Regions from separate parts of the Mus musculus genome. Here region 2 is linked to region 1. Evidence: chromatin contacts called from public Hi-C data. All regions are on one chromosome and are shown on one strand. Each heading gives the region's core, a stretch centred on a gene start, on an enhancer-like site or on the middle of the called end of the contact. The rest is flanking DNA. Distances are from core to core; before and after follow the strand shown. Region 1 overlaps Plxna2 (plexin A2). Region 2 overlaps Cd34 (CD34 antigen).

What was found. A called contact is a pair of places that touch in the nucleus more often than the background predicts.
Region 2: a contact with region 1 is called in a Hi-C map of cortical neurons, with 4 times the contacts expected there. The contact joins two enhancer-like sites. A contact is called at or near these places in 11 of 39 promoter capture datasets (the 3T3-L1 cell line, 3T3-L1-derived adipocytes, the HPC-7 cell line and 6 more), 6 of 484 Hi-C or Micro-C datasets (the AML12 cell line, cortical neurons, embryonic fibroblasts and 2 more), 1 of 115 datasets of contacts at active chromatin or transcription factors (fibro-adipogenic progenitors) and 2 of 9 other capture datasets (adipose tissue and embryonic stem cells).

Annotation. Positions count from the first base shown.
Region 1 is chr1:194,813,652-194,820,740 of GRCm38.p6, forward strand. Plxna2 (plexin A2) reads left to right here. Exons shown (of 32, transcript NM_008882.2): 32 at 1-3,218. Among named protein-coding and RNA genes, the nearest start is that of Mir3962, 4.8 kb to the right of the region's middle. Within about 2 kb of position 3,455, at least 110 of the 459 cell types and tissues checked have an H3K27ac peak or open chromatin away from gene starts, as enhancers often do. A contact at or near this core is called in cortical neurons, where this site is marked.
Region 2 is chr1:194,959,765-194,966,853 of GRCm38.p6, forward strand. It overlaps Cd34 (CD34 antigen), which reads left to right. Exons shown (of 8, transcript NM_133654.3): 8 at 172-1,528. The coding sequence ends at 357. All of the region lies in intron 2 of Gm16897 (predicted gene, 16897), which reads right to left. Among named protein-coding and RNA genes, the nearest start is that of Gm16897, 14 kb to the right of the region's middle. Within about 2 kb of position 2,592, at least 34 of the 459 cell types and tissues checked have an H3K27ac peak or open chromatin away from gene starts, as enhancers often do. A contact at or near this core is called in cortical neurons, where this site is marked.

The DNA.
Region 1 (7,089 bases), core at 2,205-4,704:
CCCTAGCAGCCAACTCCAACAGCTTTGCAATTAGCATCTGTTTCTAGGGAGGAGGACAAGAGGATGACAAAGGGTGGGCATGAGGGAATGGTGAACATATGTCCCCTAAGAAGGCATAAATCTGTTTTTTAAGGGGTCAGGAATGCCAGACTGGAAAATGGGGCTGGGAAATGGAGCTAACTATCCCAACAGAGACTGGCCCTGGGTTACTTCCTTCACAATTAACTCAGGCCTCAGCTGATTTTTCCAGTTGATTCCAGTATCTGAGATTCTGCTCACCAGATCTGACTGCCTGCACAGGGCAAAGAAGAAAAGCCAAGAAGGCGGCTTCCATGGAATGTATATATCTTCAGATAGCTGTCTCACATATAGCTGAAGCTGTCTGGGCTGTTCAGCTTGTTTCTTGCCTGAATGCAACTGACAAGTGGAGAGAGAAAAGCATTCAGCAAAATACTCAGGAAACTTGCTGATTTTATGATGATTCACAACCAGCCATGCCAAGGCCACTTTTCTTCTGATAATCTACTCATGTTAAAGTTTTCGGGGCCATATTAATATCCTGGAAAAAAAAAAAAACTAATGACTGGCCTTTCACACCAAGCCAAAGTGTTTGCTCCTCATATCACCCAAAGCTTATCATCTTAGAACTTAGAATTTTGAAAATGAAAGAAATGATATAGTCAAAACAAGAATAGGAACAGAAGACAGGATAACTCTGGCTCGCCTTTTTTTCCATCTCAGCACCGTTAAAGACTTTCTGAGCAGCTGCTACTGCTCAGGCTGATGTCGAGAGTGCTGTTCATCAAGAAGTAAAAAAAAAAGAAAATGTTTTACATCCCTTTCAACAGTATCTTACCCACACCCTTTTCAGTGTGCCTACCTGGTATATCCCAGCAGCCACTTATGGTACCCGTTCACTGCCTCTGGCATGCTTCACTGAAGATGTTTGGAGAGTATGGAGAGAATGATGGGAAGAGAGCAAATCAAAGAATGTAGATGAAGGGAGAAGGGCCAACCTGAAAGATAGTCTAGACACTTTGCTAAGGATTCCATGAGTTGGACAACTTGGGCTGAAAAAGAAGAGTGGCCAAGGGGCACAATTATAGAAAAACTAAGGAGGAAAATTCAGCTAGAGAGAGGCCATGCCATGCCAGGAGGGTGAGTTATTGTAGAGTCTTGCTCTCATTTTAGCTTTCTACCTATCATTCCACCAGTTCTTTGCTTTAGTTTACTAGTCACTGATAGTCTACTCCCTGGTGGAGAGGAGAGAAAGTTGATTGGTCACTGTTCTTGCTGTTATCCAACTTGAAGATATTTTGGCCTTTTGTTTAAAAAGAAAAAAAAAGTTAAAGCTACCACCCTTCCCCTCAAAAAGCCATTTATCTTTGGGGAGGCATGAATTCTCTCTTAAACCTACCTAGCTTTACTTTATTTCATTGATCTACACAAAAGGCAATTCTCTAGGAAAGGAATAGGACTGCAGAGGGTTTGGCAAGACAGAGTTCTAGAGGACTGTATTAAGATTTATCCCTCAACTGAACAACACCTCTTGCCTTCTGTGTGGATCAGGCACTTCTGTGTCTGATGTTCTACCTCTTTCTGTGGTTTGAATCTCAAAATTACTTCTGATCCCTCTTTCTTTATAGAGTGCAGTCATTGAACTCATGGGCACACTGTGATCATACCGAAAGAGGGAACTGTGTCCTTCACTCATTCATTTGGAGAACAATCCTAAGTACTAATCGTCTGCCAAGTTCTTAAAGGTCCTACAGACCAGGGTGAATAAGACCTCAAAGGTCCTTCTTTCAGCAAATGCAGATTCTCCAAGCTGCTAGACCTACCACCAATATAGCAGCAGGATGGTTTTCCCACCCTCCCCAGCAGAAAACACTAGGTGCATAGAAAATGGGGTGTCATTAAGGAAGAAGGCTGACCCCCCCCCCCACACACACACTGCTACCACCTCTTTAGTCAGCACAACCTTGCTGCTTATGCTCCTGACCTTCCTTCAGTTCTACCAGGATGAAAATAGAAATTAGCAGTTAAGGCCCCTGGGCCTGCTGCACATGAGATAAAAGCAGAGGAGGCTGCTAGCAGTCCTGATACAACAAGCAGAGACTGCTGGAAGCCTCTAGCTATCCAGTTCTCAGACACTGCACAACTGCCAAATCTGTAATCTCACCTGCTGCCTGGCAATACTAAGCTGGCAGTTACTCAAAAAGGACCCTTTCCAACCACATTGTGTCACAGCTAAGAGCCCTGAATCCTCGACAAAGACAGTGAAGAATTGAGATACAGAGGGCCAGGAGGGTGAGGAAATGCAAAGTGGCTTCAGGGACCTAGGGCATGGGGCAGATCTTATGGTGGGAAGAAGGCTGGAAGAGGTGGTCAGGTCCTCCTGATGCCTTGTCTTAGGAATGTGCTCATAGAATAGTGGCATCTGTTTCATACTCCATATCTCTTTTCCTTCTATCTTTTCTACTCATTCCCTAGAGTGAAGATTTAGTATCTAAGGCCCAGTGACACTTATAATAAAAAGTAAAATTCTCTTGGTACTTTCTAGCTAGTCTAGGGAATGTTACAAGAGACAAGCAAGGCCAATGCCTGTCAGACAGGCCTCAACACAATAAACAAAATAGAGAGTCTCCTGCCTTGCACAGGCTCACAACTCACTCTCCTCTCCCATACCATCTCCCCAGACTGAGCTGCCTCCTCCCTGCCTCTGTCCCTAGGAACACAGAGAAGGCAGTAAGAAGCTTCTTTGAGACTCAGTCAAGGTCATCATTTTGACACGCTTGGTCTCCATTTTGACATCCACGCATAAAGAAGTGTGGTCCCCACCAAACAGGACCAAAGTTCCTGAATGTATGGGAGAGAAAGGGACAAGCTCTTTATGCAGGCACATGAAGGCCTTGAGCCAAGCTGCCTCTCCTCATCCTCTCCTACTCAGACCTTTCCCCATGACACACTGGAATCTGTATTATATCTATTTTTAAGAAAGTACAATGCTGGTTGTCTGGTTTTGTTGTTTTTACAGGTGTTATGAAATAATAAGAAAATGAAGTATTTAAAATGTTCCAATAAAGCGGGGTTTTGTTATCTAATATATTATCATGTACCTATTGTAAATATGAAACTCCTATTTTGCAAGCCAAGGACACAATTTGTACTGTTGTTATATATAAATAAAGATTACTGGATTAAAAAAAAATCTTAAATCTTCATATAAGCACAGTTATTTGGCCACATGGGTATAGAATAATTTTGGGGTCTATACAAGAAGCAGATAGTCAGAAAGAGCAACTGAGTTGCTGTGAATGAATCTGAGAAAACTGTGGAGCCAGAGCTTATTCATGTCTAGCCATCTTCATCACACACGTGCATACACTGCCTGCTCCAGGCATGTCAGTGGATGAACACTGCCCTCTAGCCCCAGGACTTCAGAATACAGCTTGCCTCTGGGGAGGCTATAGGCTCCTTTCCAGAGTGAGTTCTTAGACTAGTGTCACCTCTCTCCCCAGGACCAGCCCTTCCAAAAACAACACTCACTCATGGATTAAGTGCTAGGATGAAATGTGAATGAGAGAAGCCTGGCCCTTGCTCCTACTGCTTAGGATGATTCTGAGGGAGACTTTCCGTTAAGCATTGAGATAGATAGTGGTGTTCATATTTGCTTCAGAAATTAAAAGTGAATAAAGTGAAAGATGCCAGATGGTGAGTACTTTTAGATCCAGCCCAGGGGAGGAATATGAAGACAGCCCCTGATTGGGGAGTTGTGAACAGAAAAAAAAAATGGATCTTAGAAGCAGGAGAACTTCCACTGTTCTGTAATGAGCCTGAAGAGAAGAAATCTTCAAACTCCCTCTAAACTGAGGGTGATATGACCCTCCCTTTACCCTTATTTTCCTGTTTTTATCCTGCAGTTCGGTGATGTGTGACATTTTCACTCTCTTACTGGTGAGATACATTAGATGAGAATGACTCAAGAACCTGTCCCAGCCAAGTGTACTCAGGAGTTTCTCATCCTTTTCTATTAGAAAACAGGACCAGAAGGACTTTCTGAGAAGCAGGGTATCCCTGACTTTGAACATCCAACACACATAAAGAACCCTAGTACTCATTAAACAGAATTTTGGAAACGAGAGCATTTTAGTATATAGATATTCATATATATATATATATATATATATATATATATATATACATACACACACACACACACACACACACACACATATATATATATATATATATATATATATATATATATATATATATATACACACGCATACATACATACAGCCAGGGAGTACTGGGATTTTAGGTATATACCACCTCAACAGGCTCAAAGAAATAATTCTTGAGATTTTCTACCCAGTACTCAGCAACTGGTAGTGCTTTTTATGTATTTGTATTCCTGTGCATTCATCTCTCACTCCCCCTCTCCTCCCCTGAAATGAAAGGACAGTACAGTGCCGAGGCCTGAGTGGAAACAGTGTGCACTGTGTTCAATACCATAGCTTGTCTGAAGGGCATATCCCCATTTTGTCATCCTCTGCTGTCCACCATGTCTATGAAGGTGTGACACACAATACAGTAGCCCTGGTGAGCTAACACCGGCTTCTGTTACTGCCTGCTCATGGACTGACCTTGCACCTAAACCCAGGTCTCAATGGCTAGAACTCATTTTCAGCTGTAGTTATAGTTTTTTTCAGAGTGATTTTAATGTGTCCAAAGCTAGTGGAGTTCCGTGAAGTCAGTTTGTCCAGTTGCCCTTAAAGGGCCTATTTCAGGACAGTTTCTCGTTCAAGGATGTCAGGCATAAAGGCAGGTTCTGTAAAAAGACTTCCTACTCATAAATTTAAATCATTCATAGTCAGCATTAAAATGGTGTTTACAATGAAGATAATTGAAGGCTCAGCAAGAAATAACAATCCTAAAACATTTAATATTACTTAGTATTTAACACTTCACAGCTGCAAAACTCTAGCCTCAGTACCCCAAGATGACACAGTTCCTTCTCATCTGTGTCAAAAGCATCCTGAAAAAAAGACAAAGTAAACCAAAACAAAAACTAAAGTCAGGTCAGAGCTGGTGTGCCTCAATCCCTAGCATGGGCTCTGTCTTCTTCAAAGAAAGATTCTAAGAACAGCCATTTGTACTATTCTATTTCCCATATCACCTAAACCCAGGTCTCTTAAAGCAAATTGTCTTACAATATTTACAGCTTTGTGAGTATTTCAGAAGACAGATAAAACCACAAACAACTGCAGGATCAAACTCTCCAGGAGGAAAGGGCAATTTCTAGGCTGAATTCTTTTCCTGGAGCTAGTTCCTTCAAGTGTCCAGTTTAATGACTACATAAATTATATCTGTCATTTTCTGAGTACTTCACTTACTTTTCAAGTTTGTAAATCTGTGCACCAACAATTCTAGATCTCTAGAAGATCTAAGAGAGAATAGCTATCTCAAAGCTATTAAAATGCATCATGGATTTTAAATGTAATGAAAAGCTTGCCTAAAATTGCCTCCATTCTTTTAATAGATTTGGTAATTTTTTAAGACTGTAATATTATTTTTTAAAACACTGGAACCTGTAAGATAATTCATCAAGTTAAAAAACAAAACAAAACAACCAAAAAAAAAAAAAAACCAAAAACCAAACCAAACCACTTGCCACACAAGCCTCTTTTTTCTGATCTTCGTGTGTGACTTGGCACACATGTGTTTATATACACATGTCATATACATACATACCAACAAAACAAAAATAAATAATAATAATTTTTTTAGAGTAAGACATAGCTTTTTATTGGTCTAACCTGGTCTAATCCACATGCCTAGTGACAGACTTGGCCAGTTTTCTCCATCTGTCTCCAGTCTTCCCTTTGTTGAGAGCTCCTGGTTTGACCCAGGAAAGAAGATTATCATGGGCAAGGATGGCAGACATTCAGTTGGGACCTGAAGGGGTTCAGTGTGATAGAGATATGTGGCTGCTGGGCAGAGGGAGGATAGTGCCCTGCACAGCTCCTGCTTGGACAGAATGGGAGGGGTCAGAAGGGAAGAACTTTCCCAGCAGCTCCCACTGTACCCTTCTTGCCATCAGCATCTCTCCCTCAGCTTCCTTAACGTTTCACTCCAGTTAGACCTTTTTCTGCTCCATATCTTTAATTTTTTTCTGCTATTTTCTGTTTGTCTAACAGTTGGTTGTTAATTACTTCCTTGGACTGTAGAATAAACATTCTTCCTACACCTTCATACGTTAGTCTCATCTACCAGTGTCATAATCTCCATGTCCATAAATTGTGCATGCTTTTTCTTTCTGTTTAGCTGTTCAATCTGTATGTCTGCAAGTTTCACCTTCTGTTGAGTATCAATAGCTTTGGCTTGAACCTCTGTGAAGGTCTTCTTCAACTCCAGATTCACAGAGGGTGCCATATTGGAGCACTCTATATGCCTGTACTAGAGGCTAACCAGAAAAGGTAATAATAATAATAATAATAATAATAATAATAATAATAATAAATTTTAAAGAAAATACTCCCCTCCCCATGAGAAAATTCTTCACTTTTGGTCTGCTCGTGCCCACTCAATACAGCTCCTAATATTTCTTTCAACTAAACTATGGATTGTCACCCTTATTGAATGCCATGTATAGTCCATTAAAATCTGAATGGGGAGGATTATGTTAATAAAGTTATATGAATATACAACAACTTCAAGTGGAGAAAAGGAACTGTAACCAGTTCGCAGTGATTACACAAGAAGAAAATTATGTGCACAATTTGTTTACCAAAATGACAGATTAGATTATAATCAGTAGTATTCAATAAATGTGGAATATTTTTTAAATTCTGGCTTTTTTGTGATCTCAGTCACAGTCTTGAACAGTAAGTAACCTACTCCATAGAATTCTTTATTATACAGTATGCTTTCCCCTCCCTTCTCCTGACCAGGCCTTTACTTCTGTTTTCTATCCTTACTGTATATGCAAGCATTCTTCAGCACACACTCAGCCATGGAACTCAGCAGGATGGACACTGTAAAGTAGCCAGGGAAAAGGAAGAGATGAAAGTGTGGTGTTTTGAA
Region 2 (7,089 bases), core at 1,342-3,841, 150 kb after region 1:
TCCTTTCTCCTCTAGGAGCTGGAACCTTGATGGCTGTTGGGAAGAAAAGAGGCTGCACATGTAGCTGTACCTGCTCTGCCCCCCCCCCACTCCTACTTCCTTTGTGCTCTCCTCACAGTACCTCACAACCCTGCTTACCAGATAATGCTACTTTATTTCTATACTGTCCAGGGTGAAGACCCTTATTACACGGAGAATGGTGGAGGCCAGGGCTATAGCTCAGGACCTGGGGCCTCCCCTGAGACTCAGGGAAAGGCCAATGTGACCCGAGGGGCTCAGGAGAACGGGACCGGCCAGGCCACTTCCAGAAACGGCCATTCAGCAAGACAACATGTGGTGGCTGACACAGAACTGTGATTTGGTTGGGTGGGCAACTGGGTGGTATGCAGGAAAGTGGCATCTCTTGTCTCTGACTTCATGCTGCCTTCAGCTCATGTCCGGCCTTCTCCTATTACATACACTTCTGAAACTGTTCCTGGGACTCTTCACCTTGGGGAAGGCAGATAAACTGCCTTCTGCACATTCAACTTCCTGAATCCAATCTCTGACCTTTGGGTCAAGTTGTGGTGGGAAGAAGCCTAGGTCTAGAGGAGCTGCCAAAAAAGTTGGTGGCTATGTAGCACTTGCCCTGGACCCATTTCTCCTCTCTCGCCTCTTCACGGGAACTCTCCGGAAGACTAGCTTTTCTAAGCTACCACTTCTTCCCAGGAAACTTTGCTATTTTTACTGCTTCTTCCCCTACTTTATGGAAACCAAGGTATTCACTGACATGTGCTCCCTTGCAAGGGTACAGCCAGAAAAGTGCTATTTTAAAATACATCCTTAAAAAATGCATCCCTTATAACTTCAAGACACTGTGGATTTAGTCACCAACTTCTATCTTGTTCACCTGTTCCTGAATGTCTGTCTACAGAGGCCAGGACAACTTTCTGTCTGGAGTCTGCTCAATGTTTTAGAGCAACAGCTCAATCTGATCCCTTGGGCCCACACAGAAATCTCATTGGTTCAACCTAGACAGGACAGTGGAATTAGACTTTGAACTGAGCCTCTGTTTTTTGTTTTATTTTATTGCTGGGGTTTGAACCCAGAGCTTCACACAGCTTCTTTAGGCTTCCAAGTAGCTTGAGCTACCAGGCCCAGCTGAGCTAAACCTCCTGACCTGAGCTCTTCAAAGGAATACTCTTGCTCTGAGGCCCTTGGCCTTCTCTAAATTACGTGACTTCCCCCTTCCTCTGACTCCTGGGGGAGCTGTGGCCTCAGTCCCCTGGCAGATTCCTTTCAGTCTGTGCCTTTCCTAGTCCAAACCCCTTCACTATTTTATAACCCTTTGTGATCAGAGGTTCAGAATATCTACAAAGACTATAAGCTTCCTCTCCTGGGGTTAAGGGGAGAACAGGGGTCCTGATTTTAATGATGGCTAGGAACAAAACTTTCCAGAGATGAGAGGATTGGGTGTATTCTCTTCTGAATAAACGTGATGAGTGAAAATGATGTAATTAAATTGATGATGAAATATTTGATGTGGCCCTATAATGCTGACTGTGCTAACTGACCGACTGGTTTCCATATCAGGCTTGGGAAGATTGTATGGCAGTATGGGGGAAGTCAACCAAGGAGAAGACTGCCATAGGAGAGGGACACAGGTACCAGCCAGGGCACCCAGAACTTGTAACTTTATGAAAAGTTCCTTTCCATGTTGAGAGGCAGAGAGGTTGAAAGCTTTCCATAGTAGGGAGAAGGGCAGGCTGAAATGTTCTTTCAAAGGGGTGAGGCATGTTAGGTATTCAGAAACATCTTTCTGAGAAGATAGGCATATAAGCAGCTGCATGCAAAATATACAAATGAGGGGGTAAAGGATTCATATTATCTGAGCATCCTCTAACCCAGCTCATAGCACAACCAGGCAGGACTATGTGAGCTCTATTCTGTATCTGGCTACCAATCCCAGATTACAGCAGCCACATATAAGCACTTGCTCACACCAGATTCTAGGTGATCTGCCCTCATGCCACAAGAAGTGGAAAGGGGCGATGCTGGACTTTCAGAGGCCTCTAGAAACACCCCTAAGTGCATAGGGAGTCAGAGGTTAAACAAAAATGTATTCCTTAAGTCTTATCTTGTCAAAATCAGACACATCTTCAACCTATTTATTTCTAGTTTTTGTCTAACTTTGCTAATGGAAACTTCTCCCTAGGATTAGGGAAACTAAGGGACAAGGCTCGACCTTGCCCAAAATGTGGTGACTGTTTGGGGGATCAGAGAAAGGCAAGATGGTGACTGAACATAAAAGTCTAGTTAGCTTCCATTTGGTAACATGTTTTACAATGAATGACCAGTTAAGGGTCTGGCCCTGGTTAGTGGTGTCTGGAAGTAATAGGTTCAGGGAATAGAGTCTTTGGAAACATTAGAGGGAGGAGAAACAGCACCTGGGCCTCAGGATCATTTTACTCTGAGCTTTTGAGGGTAAAGGCTTAGGGGAAAGGTACGTGTATGTTCTGGGGATAGATGAGTAGTGTCCATGATAGCTTAGAAGCTTACTCTAAAGGCCTCATTTGCTTCCTTAAAACATCCTTTCCCATCCGGCCTAAAAATCATGATGCAGCAATGGCACCACCTGCTGGCCCTGCTGGGCTCCCACTGTTCAGCCTCAGTACTGGTATCTTGTGTTTGCTGGGTTTCTTTCTTGTGTCAGCCTACCCTTAACAATCTAGTCCTGTTTACCACATTATTAACACACACACGCACATGCTCACACGCATAGCAGGGTAACAATGGAAAGGACTTTAACGATACATTTAGTTCCACTCCTTGTGTACAGCAAACCCACACCAAAGATTTAGGAAGGATGCCCTGAGCATGAGGCTTCTTCTCATCTTTGCTTCCCGTGCTTCTGCAGAGGCTTCTGGGTTCTTTTAATTGGGTATCTTGATGCCAGTGGCATGTTTCAGAGTGAGTTTAGAACTACATTTTTGCATCATTTCACCACTGTATACTGTGCAGGACTCAAAAGCCTAGCAGGTCCTGAGCCTAGAACAAAAATCCTGGGAAGATCTGAGGCTCTACATTCATTATGACTGTGCAAATGGACTCTTGCCAGATTTACATATAAACAGATATATGACAGTGTCCTTCAAGTCTGGACAAGTATACTACCCTCTTTTTATCTCTTCTAAACAAATCAAACTTATGTCCCTTTGCCAAGGCATAAGTTCAGGGATAGGCTAACAACATTTTTGCAATAGGATGTTACTCATTTCCTTATAAACCTACTCATAGCCCAAGGGTTTTCTATTGCAATTTAGCCATTCAACAAGTCTTTATCAAGGGCATTGTGTGGCTGCTGCTCTAAAGGCAGGATAAAGCAGGCTTTCAAAGAGCTCTAGAAGAGGAGAAAGACAGCAAAATATTTTAGCTTAGTAAAAATACACAAACATCTTCAGGTAATATTCAGAACTATGATAAGCTTCCTCTTCAATATGTTCCAAGACCCCTTGGTAGAGATGGAAACCTTAGTACTGAGGCCTGCAGACAATCACTGTGATATTTTAAGAGTTGACCTGATAACCATGATGGCTACCAAGGAACAGAACACTATTTGAGGGATTTTATTTACAAGATTGGCATGTAGGCATGTCTATATGGTTTTTCTGAATTGTTGATCATTGTAGGCAGTTCTGTGAAGTATAAGAAAGATAGCAGGATATGAACCTGAGAACAGGGGAGTGGGGAACATTCTCCCACAATCTCTACTCCAGTTTTTGCCTCCAGGTTCCTGTCTTGAGTCCTTGCCCTAATTAGCCTTGATAAGTCAGGTAACCTCTTTTCTCTCCAAGTTGAGTTTGGTCAGTGTTTGATCGTATCAACAGAGACAAAACTAGGACAGCAATGAACATTTCTTTTCATAGCTCGTTGTAGAACTTTTTGTAGGAGCTTCCATAATTTGGCTAGCCATTTTAGACACCACTGGCAAACAAATTGATGAAATTGATTTACATATGACGTTAGTATTCAATAAGCAAAAGACTGTCTGCTTTGTCTTCCCTGAGCATGGCTTACCAAAGATGAACACCACACAATGTAATTCAGGGATAGCAGCACCAGCAGATGAAGTAATCAGGGCAGTCATTCAGCAGAGATGGACTATGGCATTGTAAGGGTCTCAGACACAAAACTATAGACCAACAGTTATTCTAAACTTTAACTCATTGGAATGTCATTGGCCTTGGTGAATCAATTCACTGTCCTCTGAGCTCACACAGAAGGATTTCCTAAGTTACACTTAGTCCATGAATAGAACTGCTTGGACCTGCTTGAGCTGCTTTGTGGTCAACCTATGAGTCTTTGGAGTCAGACAAGCTACAGTTGGATAATCTGATATTAGCTATGTGACCTTGTATTACATTTCAAATCCTCTTCACTCTGTTTCCCCATTTGTGAAAAAAAGGGGAAAATAATATATAAAAAGTTGTTATGCCACAAATGACAGCCCCATGTTTTCAATAGGGTGGGACAGAATCTCAGAAGTAATTAGCTCATTGGTCAAAGAAACCTCTTTAGTAACATTTGTTTAAAGAAAGCAGAAGAGAGACTGGAGAGATGGTTCAGTGGCTAAGAAAGCTCATTGTTCTTGTAGAGAATGGAGGCTCTGCTCCTAATATCCACAACAGATGGCTTACAATGACTTGTAACTCCAGTTCTAGGGGATCTGCTGTCTGCTGCTTTCTGGACTCTGCAGGCATCAGCATAAGACATGGTATATATGAATTCATATAGGTGCACACAAACACATTAAATCTTTAAGAGGATGAGCAGTGAAGATTTTTTTCTGACCTCAGACTGAAAATAGCCTAGAGTGGAGACTTTGTTCAAAAGCTAAATTTCTTTGCATAATAATCTACTGTTTTCAGGAAGATATGGGAGGCACTAGAGACATGGCTGAGAATATTAGAGAGATGGAAACATGGTTGCAGCAGGGCACTTGGTGCAGAACAACTGGGAAGGACATGGGAGCATAAATAGAGGACTTTAAGTGTGGCTGCATTGGTGAACCTGTAAGTATTCTGCTGCATTGTGCCTACTGTCAGTAAAAGTCTTTGTGCCAAATGCCTGTGTTCTGGGGAAGAAGAAGAAAGAAGAAGAGGAGGAGGAGGAAGAGGAGGAGGAGGAGGAGGAAGGGGAAGGGGAGGGAGGGGGAGGGGGAGGGGGAGGCAGCCAGTATCTTCCAGAAGCAATTTGAGGAGCATGAGTTCAGCTGGCCCAGGCATTCCTAAGGGTACATGAATATGTGAGCCCTTGGAGGTCTTGGGAGAACACACAGTTCTCAGATAATTTTGTATGAGGGGCTCAGGCTTTTGAAACAAACAAGCCATGATTTAAGGAGGCTGATAAAAATCAGGTTACATAGGATTAAATGAAAGAATGTACAAGAAGCAATTAGCTCAGAACCTAGACCTTGATTGATAAGCACTCAAGCAAAGGCCCTTATTATTTTGATTTATTATTCATTTCCTCTTATTTTCACCCCTTTGAGCTTCAAGGCTTCATAATCTACTCATAAATTATGTTACTCATTTATTCTACTAGCATCCATCAAATTATCTTCCCATGAAGTGGGTATATTTAATAGCTACTGAGGGCTTAGTATGTACTAAGTACTTGACACAACTTACTTCATTGGATCCTCAGATCAACCTTAGAGAATAACAAATGGATTCCCACTTGTTACATGATTCTTTCTTGAAAAGACTTGAATAAACCTCACTAGATATGAGAGTAAAAAGGAGAGGGGAAAAAAAAAAAGAAAACCCTGCATCTTTATTTCTCGGGGGTCAGAAATGGGATGATGTTATCTTTATCCCGCTGATTAGAGTTGCCGAGCTTCTTGGAACAAATTTTATCTTCAAAATTAGGCTATCTAATTTCTTCTTGTTTCATCTTTGTATATGACTACTTAACAATCCAAGACCAACAGCAACCAACAACCAACCAACAACCCACAACTCCCACCCCTTAGGGCGCTAGCATTTATATACCCTCTGAAAAGTTCCCAGAATTCCAAATGTCACACAATTGCAGAAACTATCTGCAGCTGGCAAAATCACACACACATGAGAGCACAAGGCAAATCAAAGTCAGCTGCACACGGGATTAAATGAAGAACATAATATTTCTGTGTTTTTCAAAGAAACCAAAATTCCAAAATTCTCACTACATAAGGGTAGCTGAATTTTCAGTTCCTACAAATAGTGTGAAAACCTGTGACATCAGGGTCCTAGCACATCTGTCAAAGCTGCCTGTCAGCTGATTTCATTCTTTCATATTGCCTGAGCACACTACAGCAAGGAGAAAGAGAAAGAAAGAAGATGTGATAGCTTTAAGTTGCCAATAGTTAGAAGTTGACTACTTTACCCTAATGCAGCACGACAGCAATGAATAAATTAATCACTGAAGGGTGGGGAATGACTTTCCTATAATCAGTTATTAAAGGCTTGTATCCCTAATTACTCTATTAGTTAGAACTTTTCTCTCCCTTCCACATATTATCAGCTTGACAGAGCAGAGAAAACCTAGCCTTCAGGGCAGAAAATAGGAGAAAAAAGATGCAGCAGATACAAACACCTGTGCTTCTGTATGTTTTAAAGCACAGTTCTTAGTGCCTGGGGCAAATCCACCTGCTACAAGGAAAGGAAGATTTATCAAAAACCAAAGGGCTGTTGTCTTTGTTGAACAGAAAAGGGGAAAAATGTTTTAATCTTTAAAGAAAAAAATCTACTATAATGATATAATACTATAATCACAAGAAGACCTGTGAAGGGCAGTTCCACTGGAAAAAATATATATACACACACACAATTACGTATGCAAATTGATCCCTGTGGTGGCAGTGAGGGCTCCTCACTACCCACCCCACTGTTTTGAGTTCCCAAATGAAATACACACACACACACACATACACACACACACACACTCAGCCTTTATATTTTGACGTGCCTGAAATAGCTCAATGGCTGGTTTACCTCCTAACCTCTACGTGGCTAATCCACCTCCCTCCAATATTCCCAAGATTACTAAAATCTGTATTTCATCTTT